Regions from separate parts of the Mus musculus genome. Here region 1 is linked to region 2. A link is a contact called in public HiChIP or PLAC-seq data. All regions are on one chromosome and are shown on one strand. The core of a region is the stretch at or near the end of the contact, and the rest is flanking DNA. Distances in the headings are between cores, read along the strand shown.

Region 1 (5,346 bases), core at 946-3,445, 950 kb before region 2:
GCCACAGCAGGATACTCAGCACTACGGGTTAAGAAAGTGCACTCAGAGCTCAGTTGGCCACTTTCTCAGGAGCCTTCATCCAAACTGTCCCCTGAACAGGTAGGTCTGAACAAAGACGGGATCCTTTCTCAAGGCAGTGATACCCTCTTCCCCCATCTGCTATCCTCCTCCCAGGTGAGTAACTAACAAAGAAAACACAGTCTTTCCTTTGGGTCAACCCAGGAAAAGAAGACTAGACAGGGCTTTGGAAAGAGCAGGAATGAGCTCCACTCACAGACAATGTAGGAAATCATAACTCCCGGAACATAGTGTCCCAACACAGCCAGCACAGCACAGGCAGCGCAGCCCCGAGCGCAGAACTGCAGGGAAGAGCACAGGAGCAGTGAAGAACACAGGCTTACACCATGTGCACAGTCACCAGGGGAGAAACTATTCATGTGGTGGAAAAAAATGGGAACCAGTTGAGGAAATTTACAACAGTCACTGCACGCGTCACTCTCTCCCAGCCCGACTCCTGCAACCATTTCAGGATGGGGTTTACCTGAGCTGGATTCTGCCTCTTGTACTGCAACAGCTCTTGCAGGTGAATCTGGAAGGTGAGCCAGCTCTCAGCCAGGTATCTGCACAACTCGGGCACACTCAGCAGGTGCGGCTGGGCGCCTGACCCCGCACCCTCACTGGGGAGACATGACATGACCCCTGGAGGCCTCAGAAACCAGCTAAGACACTCAAGTCACTTTGAGACTGCTGATGAGATCTCACTCTGGAGGCCCCACCTCCCCCAAAGGAAGGCATCCTCATCCTGGGATGTAAATTCCCAGGGTACTCAACCCTCTACCTCCACGGGAGAAGGAACACAGCGTTTGCATACAAAGAAGCCTAGAGCCAGGCATACTTTTGCTTGCTGTAAGTCCCTTCATTACACTGGGCCTATGCCTGCACAAGCCACAGCCCTGCTCCTCTTTGAGCTGAGCACAGCAAGCAGACCACATTTGGGCATCTTCTTTAAAAGGTGGCCTATACTCACCTGTCAGAGTGTGGTTCTTCAGGGGGTGGTGCTATGGAGAAAAGGGTGTGGGGTAAGTTAAGAATACAAGAAGCACTTAGAGACAGATCCAAAGTCAGAAAGAGCTGCCTCTCTTTAACATTCTTGGTCTCAATTTTTCAGTAATCCCTCTGTCTCTCGCTTCCAGGCCTGAACCACTATGTGAAGTCCAGAGCATTCCCTTTACCCACCAACTACAAGGTGTACGATATGCTGTTTCTGAACCCAGCTTTAAATGCTATATAGTTTTGACTACTAAACTCACAAGAACATTAATTTTGGAAAAGAAACAATTCTCATTTCAGGCAATTTTCTTAAAAAAAAAAAAAAAAAAAAAAAAAACGATGGAAGGGCATACAGGATGCCTTAGGAGATAAATGGCCTTCCTGTGCCTCCCCTCAAGTAGCAGGGTGATGCACGGAGCAGGTGCATACAGTGCATGTGGAATGAAGAAACTCACCTGAAACGTCAGGGAGAAAGCGAGGATGCCAGAGATCCAGTAGAAAATAGGTCAAAAGTGAGATGCTGAGCAGGAAGAAGGGCCGGAGGGACGACGAAGACAACAACCTTAGGGAGACAGGCATCTCAGTTGAGGCTCCCAAATCCATCGAAAATCACAGAAAGACCCATGGATGGGGAGATGGCCCTCTAAGCCTCACCCAGTCACTAAGAGACTAAAAAATGGGGCCACCTGGTGCAGGATCACCGCCCCAGACGCTGACAGCCCTCCAAGGGAGGGAGCACCCGGTCCTCCCGCCCCCGCTCTCCCGCGCAGCCCGGCCCCGCCCCCTCCTCCGTGGCCGTTACCAGAAGAGGCCGTTGAGTGTGGCCGCCGTGACCAGGCTGTGCAGCGGCTTCTCCCAAACCAGCAGTCGCTGTGCGGCCGCCAGCACCGCCTCCCAGCCGCGGAGCCGCAGCCACAGGGACGTAGCTAAACGTCCCACTGCCTCGGCTGCGGCCGCCTCCTCCTCCGCGTCGCCAGTGGCCTCACCCATGCCGAGGCTCAGCCCCAGGCCCAGGCCCAGCCCCGAGGTGCCACCCGCGCCGGTGTTACCGCCACCGCTGCTCGCCATCACCGCGCCGCAGCCGCTGCCCGAGCCCGCGAGGAGCCAGGGCTGCGCGGCCGCCGCCGGGGGCGCGTCAGACGGAAGGGGGCGCACGCACGGGCGAGCAAAAAAACCTGCGGTCAAGCGTCACGTGATGAAGCGCGATGCCACGTGACGTGCCCTAACAGCCCGGATGGGACGCCCGCGCGTGCGCGTTGGCCGCTGTCGTGATCCTGCACCCACGAAGGTGTGCTTCCAGGGTGCTGGAGGGGTGATCCGGGGCGGGCGTTGAGGCTGCGAGGCCTGAGGTCTTCTCCCGGTGTTTACAGGGCGGCTGGAGACCTCTTTGTCGCGTGAGGCACTGCCCAGAGGCAGTGAGTGGGCTTTCAGGCCCCCAGGATCTTGACTACAATCTGCTTGGGATCGGGAAGGGCGGTGCCATCCCCATTACTCAACCCTCTTCGCCTCCAGTCCCCTCCCCTCAGCGGATAAACAAACACCAGCGCGTGACTTTAATGACTTCAAAGCAGCTTCACCAACTTCGAAAAGTTGTTTCTTCCTTCTTGGAGCGTCGGCCCTCTCTCTTCCCAAAATCTCTCAGCCGCAAATTGTGTGGAAGGAGTGTTTGGAAATAAAACATCCAGGCGCTGTTTGCTTTGGGGAGACCTGTTTAACATCGTACATTGAGGCTTTATATCTTTTGAGATCATTTAATTGCTGGAGTAACCATACAGAATACAGTATGTATTCGAGTGTTACAGTTTCAAACTTCTAAGGGGCATAAAGATTCAACAGATTCCCTCCCACCTTGTTCACAGTTCTCCCACCTACGGTAAGTTTCTTGTTCATCTTTCCTGGGCATTGCTGATTGAGTGCGTCTTCCCTAAAACCCAGGAAACAACTCGCCGCGTTGCCTTTGTGTTAGGCTCGTTACTATCTGTACCACGACTACAAAGCCTGGTCAGCGCGTTCACCCTTGGTGTGTCGCGGTCCCCTGGGAACCGTATTACAATTGCCCCCGGTGCTCATAGCTCCGGAGACCCGGAGCTCTCAGGTTGGGCAAGGCAGGAGGCACTTCCTGCCGGGCGCGCAGACTCGTCGGTGACACTCACTCCCGCAGCTTATAAACGCCTAGCGAACGCGGCACGGGCTGAGAACACTGCTGGCCCTCGTACCTCCTGGTTCGCCTGGTGAGCGCCGCGCCTGTCGTCGGGCGCCGGGAGGCCCAGTCGCACGCGGAACAGGAAGAGGCGTCCCACGGCCGCCTGCGAGAAGGGAGGAGGCTGCGCGCAGTCGGGCGGTGGCCCTTTCGGGAGAGGTGGGCCAACGGGTGAGCACGGCTCTGGGGTCACTTACGATTCCTTCCCTTTCCCTCCACCTTCGCAGGGTGGCGGCTGACAGTGCGATGGACCTGACTGGGCTCCTGCTGGACGAAGAAGGCGCCTTCTCCCTCACCGGTTTCCAAGACTTCATGGTGAGAGGTCCGCCTGTTCTCTGCCTCTGGGAGTCAGAACTCCCAGGCGTTCTCCTCCAGACCCGAGCGGAATGGGAGCTCTCTTACTTGTTATGCCCTGGAGTGGGCTATTGTTGAGAGCAATGCCACTTGGGCCTGAAGGCAAAGCCTCAGGTTATAAGAGGGGAACTGCTAGTGATTAGACTGGGGTCCCATCTGGTTTCTAGTTGTCTAGTCTTCTATTGGGAGCCCTCAGTGATGTCAGAAGCGGGCTTATTGTCTTTCTCCCACTGTGGACAAGACTAGGCTGCCATTAACAAATGATCTTGGGAACTCTGGGCTGGGTAGAGTATAGGCCCGGGTCAGTACCCAGGATTTCCACCAAACCTTCCCTGCCCTTCACCCTCCACTACTCCTGGCCCTGTTTCAGGTCCTTCCAGGACACCAAAAGCTAAGTGCTCGAATCCGAAGGAGACTCTATTATGGCTGGGACTTGGAGACAGACTGCAGCCTGGAGGAGCTCTCCAGCCCTGTGGCAGGTTAGACTGGTGATGGTGGTGGTGGTGGTGGTGGTGGTGGTGGTGGTGTGTGTGTGTGACTGAGCAAGTGGAAACTTGGAGGACTGGGTTGTCATAGTCACCCAAATGCCTGGAGGTTTGCCCTCTGAGCTGCACTGTGTCTCATTATAACTAGCTTGGTTGGTACTTGGTTTGACAATGCAGGCCATGTTTCAAATTCTTTTAGCCCACATGAGTAAAAACAGCTCATAAATTGCAGTCACTTATTTTTAGGGCTTTGTGTATGCTCTGCAGGCATTCTACCACAGAGCTATAGCCCAAGTTCTGCTGCCTCTTGTGATTTATAGGGCAGAAATTTAGTTTTCTAAGTATACATGTTACATGTTTCTCAAGTAAATAAGGCATACTTCTCAAATAAACATTGGGGAAAGAGAAACATGAGTAACTTAATAGAAAAACAAGTGTTGGGCTGGAGAGATGGCTCAGCAGTTAAGAGCACTGATTGCTCTTTCAGAGGTCCTGAGTTCAAGTCTCAGCAACCACATGTAGTGGGATCGGATGCCCTCCTGTGGTGTGTCTGAAGACAGCTACAGTGTGCTCATATAAATAAAATAAATAAATCTTTAAAAAGAAAAAGAAGCCTTTCTGCTAGAAAAAGTTGAGGACCAACCTTAGAGTGGGCTTTCATCCACTTAGAATTTGGGGGTGAGGTATAGTGGGGAAATCGAGGCCTGAAGGGTTGAGACAGTGTCTTACTGTGTAGATCCCAGAAGCCTGGAACTCACTGTAGAGGTCTGGATGGCCTCCACCTTGTAGTAATCCCCCTGCCTTATGTCTTGAGTTTTGGGATTACAGGTGTGTTTCATCATGCCTTCCCTCCTGTCTTAGCAGAATTTGATTTCTAGTTTTTTTTGACAGTCCTGTCCTCAGGGCCTCACACCTAGGTCTTCCCTGACAGTAGTGGGGACTACAGTATGTGTTGCAGTTGCTTATTCTGCTCCTCTATCTCCTTGCAGACATTACTGTGGAACTTCTTCAGAAGGCAGCACCCAGTCCTATTCGCCGACTCCAGAAAAAATATGTAGCCCATGTGTCCCGGTGAGCCTGGGATCAAGGGGATAGAATGAGACTGGGCTTGTGGGATGTTATTGTCTCTAAGAGAAAGTGTGATGAGAATCTTGAGAGTCTGAAGAACTGAAGGACTCTTGGGTTTAATTACCAATCCTTTCTACCTCCCAGAGAGGCTTGTATCTCCCCTTGTGCTATGATGCTAGCTCTGGTGTA
Region 2 (5,414 bases), core at 1,350-3,849:
GACGTTGGATTTACAAGCTGTTGTGATCTGCTCAGTGTGGGTGCTTGGTACCGAGCCCGGGTCTTCGGCAAGAGCATCTAGTGAGCATCTGCTGAGCCATCTCTCCAACCCCTATTTGTTTGTTTATTTATCTACTGTTTGGTCTTTTGAGACAGAGTCTTTCTAGGTAGCCCTGGCTGACCTGGAATTTACTATGTAGCTCAGGGTGGCCTCAAATTTATGATAACGTCCCGCCTTCGCTCCTGAGTTCTGGGATTATAGGTGTGCACTACTATATGTGGTTTAAAATCTGAGTCTTAGACAGACCTTGACCCCTGTCTTAGTTAGGACCCTTTTAGAGTGGTGCAGTGTGAGGTGTACTCCATGAGTTTCGAGAGAAACAGCATTTCGTTGACAACCCTTGGCAGTCACATGCTGTGTTTCCTGGCAGAGGACAGGTCCAAAGGCGAATTGGAAAGGGGACCTTTGCTCTCTAGCTGCAGACAGCGCAAAGCAGGAGCCTCCCCTGCAAACGCATTGTCACAGCATAGTGGAACTCACAGTGTAGTGGGAAAAGGTTTAGGAGAGTTCCCGCTTCATCGCTGTTTCTCTGAGAGAAGATTGTGACTAAAAGCAACCCAGGGGAGGAAAGGATTTATTTTGCGTACAGGTCCTGGTCCAACCCTGAGGGGATTCAGGGCAGGATCTTGAACAGGGGTTTGAGGCAGAAACCACAGAGGAACACTTCTTGTTGGCTCACTCACAGGGCCGTGGCTGGCTGGCTTTCATTAAACATTCTTTAGTTTCTGAAACTGAAGGTTTCATTTTTATTTGGAAAAGAAGGATTATGGTATTGAAATGTACACAAGATAATAGAGGGCATTTTTACCGTGGGAATTATAAGCATAAAATTATAACAGGCAATAAGCGTGAAAATGTTAAATTTTAAACGCAATTCTTTGTAAACCACTTGCAGGAAAAGTTCATCTTGACATGCATAGAATAGGCAATTTTGTGTACGTGGGTGTTGTGCCTGCACGGACATCTGAGCACCGTGTGCATGTGCTGCCCTCAGAAGCCAGCAGAGGGCATCAGATTTCCCCTGAGACTGGAGCTACAGACCTTTTGAAGCTACCATGTGGATGTTGGGGACCAACCTTGAGTCCTCCAGAAGAGCAGGCCATGTTCTTTTATTTGTTTGTATAATGTTTATGAGCACACTGTCGCTGTCTTCAGACACACCAGAAGAGGACATCGGATCCCATTACAGATGGCTGTGAGCCATCATCTGGTTGCTGGGAATTGAACTGGGAATTGGAAGAACAGTCAGTGCTCTTAACTGCCGAGCCATCTCTCCAGCCCACAGTCTGTGCTCTTAACCCAGTCAGCCATTTTTCCATCCCTACCAAGTTTTCTTATACAGACCAGGGCCACCTGCTTGGGGATGGTGCCTCCCACAGTGGGCTGGGCCCTCCTACATCAATTAGAGATCAAGACAATCTTCCACAGATATGCCCACAGGCCTGTCTGATCTGAGAAATCCCTCAATTGGGATTCCCTTCTCAGATGACTCTAGGTTGTGTTTAGTTGATAGTTCAAACTAACCAGTCCACTGAACCCTAGGAATAAAGTCAGGGGTCAGCTGTGAGTTGCTCAGGGACTTCTCAGGCAGCTTCCTAAAGAAGCTGTCCTTCAGTACCAAATGGGGAGCAGTAATGGCATCACCCCCAGATGGTCTTTCACTGTTTTCCCAGCCCTCATGATCTTCTGATAGACTTCAGGGAAGGAGTGGCCATGCCCCAAACCTCAGCTCTACTGTAACCAAGCAATAATTGGAAGTAAAAGAGAGTGTAAAGGAAAGGTTTTCCTTCCAAAATCTCTACCACATGACCCTAAAGATGCCTATAAATATAAGTGAAAATGGCGTGCTTATAGCTGGGCATAGTGGTGTATACTTGTAATGCCAATATTTGGGAGAGAGATGAAGGTTTATGGACTTAAGGTCAGCATGGGCTATGAGAGACTCTGTCTCAAAACAAAACAAAACAAAACAAAACAAAACAGCAAGCATTGGGGTTGCAGGTGTAGCTCAGCGGTAGGATACTTGTCCCAGCATGCACTGGGTCCTGGGTTCTATTCCAGCACCAACATAAATGTCTGCGTGCTGTCCAAACACAGCTTAAGTGTAGACCCTACCACCAGCTTTCCGCTAAGTTCTCCTTTAGACTCCCTAAGTCTTTCCCACCGTGGACTTCTGAAACTTCTGTTATAGGAAGTCTGTACTGCCCCCTTTCTTATTCCCCTTGGGAAGTTAGAAACTTCTCAAGGTAATCTATTAGGAAACTTAGGGGTGGCACGTGCAGGTAAATTCAAGAAACTGAAGATGGTAGAAGTGATCATCTATGGAGGGAAGGAGTTAGAGAGAACACCCTTAACTGCAGGGTCACCCTGCTAAGCCTACGGAACTCAGAATCTCTGATACTGCCGGGCCCCATGACTTCATCTGTACCCAAATGCAGATGTGGGCGGGGCTCTAGGGGGAGGTGTGGTTTCTCCCTCTTTCTTTTATTCATCCAGTCCCTTCGGTTGTTTGATCATTCTGTTTCCTGAGCTGCAGGCTCCTCCCGCACACAAGGAACGGACCCAGCTGGTGCCTCAGGTAGGACGCCTGTGTCAGCTGTGTGTCAGTCCACATGTTGGGGTAGGAAGGCTTGGTCCAACTTTATTTTAGAAAACACACTGGTTTCTGTGGGACTAAGGGATTTCTGATAAATGGTTTCTTGTCCCCTCACTGTGTCTAGGTACGCAACTCTGACTTCCTAGGTGCTTACGGTCACAGCCCCCCTCCCCTCAGCCATTGCTTTTTATTGCTTTCCTGTTATGTGGCTGCAGTGAACAGTTTCCTGGCTCAGTGTTGATTGCTTCTCTCTAACCTTCATCTTCTGTGAAGATGCAAACTCTGGCACTGAGAGAGCATCCCAAGGGGTAGGGATGTGGTTGCCCTTGCCATAGAATCCAAGGCCTGGAAGCTGGGAGAGCTCCCTATCTTCCCACAATCTGCAGTTGATAAGTGGAAATCTTTGGGGATTAAAGGCCCCAGGTAAGGTAGCCATTGAGAGTGGGCATTAGGTAACTGTATCCTCATCTTAAACTCAGTTAACTTCTAAATACTTCCAGATTACAGAGCCCTGGTGTTGGGTAGAGGTGCACACGTGTTCTCATGTCTCAAGTGTGTGTGTGTGTGTGTGTGTGTGTGTGTGTGTGTGTGTGCAAGTGTGCAGGACTATATACAGAGGCCAGAGGCTAGAGGACAATTTTAAGGAGCTGGTTTCCTTCTTCCATCATAGATTCTGGGAGCAAACTCAAGGTGTCAGGCTTGTGTGACAAGCTCTGCCGAGGTATCTCACCAACCCTTGACATGCATTTAAAATTTTTCTATTTCACGCTTAATGTGTGTGTGAGCTTAGGTGTGGAGGCCAGAGAATAACCTACATGAGGTAGTTCTTTCCTTCTACCATGTGGGCTCTGGGGATCAAGTTCAGGTTTTCGGCTTGGCAGCACGCAGGCACCTCACTGAATCATTGCTTTGGCCTCTTCTGTGTGCTTTTGACGCGATGTTTACAACTGTGAAAGCTGGAGACAATCTCATCAGAAGACAAGGCGCAGAGTACAGTGTAATGTAATCTGAAGTTATCACCTCTTTCTCCAGGTAGGTTTTAAGAAAGGCAAACAAGGGGCTGGGGAGATAGCTCAGTGGTTAGGAGCATGGAGTGCTCCTGAGGATTTGGTTCCTAGGACCCACTTTGGGCAGCTCGCTACTCCTGGTAGCTCCAGTTCCAAGGGATCAGATGCCTTCTTCTGACCTCTACATATAGACACACAGACAAGTTCATATGCACTTATACATAAATAAAAGCAATGAAAAATAATATGTCTTTACAAAAATTGCAAACAATAATGAGGGGGCATATATAAGACATAAGGTTGGAGGGGACGCCCAGATACACCTTGCCTCCTTCCGTTTGCTGTGTGCTGGCTCTTCCCTGAGTGTAAGAACAACCTGGTGACTGTATCTGAACCCAGGGGCGTGGCTGAGGACAAAGATGGTTAAGAGGAGACAAGGAAGAGCTGGGCATAGAGTTGAGAACTGTAGAGCCAACTGAAGGCAAAGGTATCTCCCATGGGTTTTATTCTATACTCAGACTGACTGTCCAAGGACTTTGACAGCATTAGGAAGCTAACCTACCAAAGTTCAAGTTGAAGGCAAAGGGGGTGAACTTTGGTTGTCAAGGCAACAGAGAAGCCAATACTACCCCCTCAACACTCACAACACTTGAATTTGGTTACTAAATCTTATCTCTCTTTCTTACCTTTCACCTAGATCAAACAATGGCCGAGGCTGAATATTTCATCTGGACTAATCCTGAGGGTGACTTTGAGAAAGAATTTGGAAATATCACGGGAATGCTGCCCACTGGAGATTATTTCATCCCCTGTAAGAGAGTTCCAATAACCAACAGGCAGGCTTTAGTTGTCTTTTATGCACTGGTGTCCCTTCTGAGCTTGCTGGGAAACTCGCTGGTGATGCTGGTTATCTTATACAGGCGAAGGACCCGATCCGTCATGGATGTCTACGTGCTGAACCTAGCCATCGCCGACCTACTCTTTTCATTGACCCTGCCCTTCTTGGCTGTCTCCAAATTGAAGGGCTGGATTTTTGGCACACCCCTGTGCAAGATGGTCTCACTCCTGAAGGAATTCAACTTCTTCAGTGGTATCCTGCTGCTGGCCTGCATCAGTGTGGACCGATACCTGGCCATCGTCCATGCCACCCGTACGCTGGCCCGAAAGCGCTACTTGGTTAAATTCGTGTGCGTGGGCATCTGGGGTCTATCTTTGATTCTGTCTCTGCCTTTTGCTATCTTCCGCCAGGCATATAAACCATTCCGTTCTGGTACAGTCTGCTATGAAGTCCTGGGTGAAGCCACAACAGATTTTCGGATGACCTTGCGGGGTCTGTCCCACATATTTGGCTTCCTCCTGCCGCTGCTCACTATGCTGGTCTGCTACGGGCTCACACTGCGCATGCTCTTTAAGACCCACATGAGGCAGAAACACCGGGCCATGGGGGTGATCTTTGCTGTTGTGTTGGTCTTCTTGCTCTGTTGTCTGCCCTACAATCTGGTTCTGCTCTCAGACACTCTCTTAGGAGCCCACTTGATTGAAGATACTTGCGAACGCCGCAATGACATTGACCAGGCCCTGTATATTACTGAGATCCTGGGCTTTTCTCATAGTTGTCTTAACCCTATCATCTATGCCTTCGTTGGCCAAAATTTTCGCCATGAATTCCTCAAGATCCTTGCTAACCATGGCCTGGTTCGCAAGGAGGTTTTGACACACCGCCGTGTTGCCTTTCATACGTCTCTCACCGC

The links. HiChIP or PLAC-seq counts read pairs in DNA pulled down with a chosen protein or histone mark.
Region 1: an H3K27ac HiChIP or PLAC-seq map of stem cell-derived neural progenitor cells shows a contact between it and region 2, with 3 times the contacts expected there. The contact joins the promoter of Retreg2 here to the promoter of Cxcr1 in region 2. A contact is called at or near these places in 1 of 115 datasets of contacts at active chromatin or transcription factors (stem cell-derived neural progenitor cells) and 1 of 9 other capture datasets (pancreatic islet).

Annotation. Positions count from the first base shown.
Region 1 is chr1:75,139,635-75,144,980 of GRCm38.p6, reverse strand. It overlaps Retreg2 (reticulophagy regulator family member 2), which reads right to left and starts at 2,195. Exons shown (of 9, transcript NM_170755.2): 1 at 1,853-2,195; 2 at 1,506-1,612; 3 at 1,028-1,058; 4 at 542-677; 5 at 275-359; 6 at 1-21. The coding sequence starts at 2,118. Cnppd1 (cyclin Pas1/PHO80 domain containing 1) reads left to right here and starts at 2,270. Exons shown (of 10, transcript NM_026977.3): 1 at 2,270-2,338; 2 at 2,421-2,923; 3 at 3,478-3,565; 4 at 3,975-4,083; 5 at 5,079-5,160; 6 at 5,302-5,346. The coding sequence starts at 3,497.
Region 2 is chr1:74,191,816-74,197,229 of GRCm38.p6, reverse strand. Cxcr1 (chemokine (C-X-C motif) receptor 1) reads left to right here and starts at 2,599. Exons shown (of 2, transcript NM_178241.4): 1 at 2,599-2,638; 2 at 4,361-5,414. The coding sequence starts at 4,369.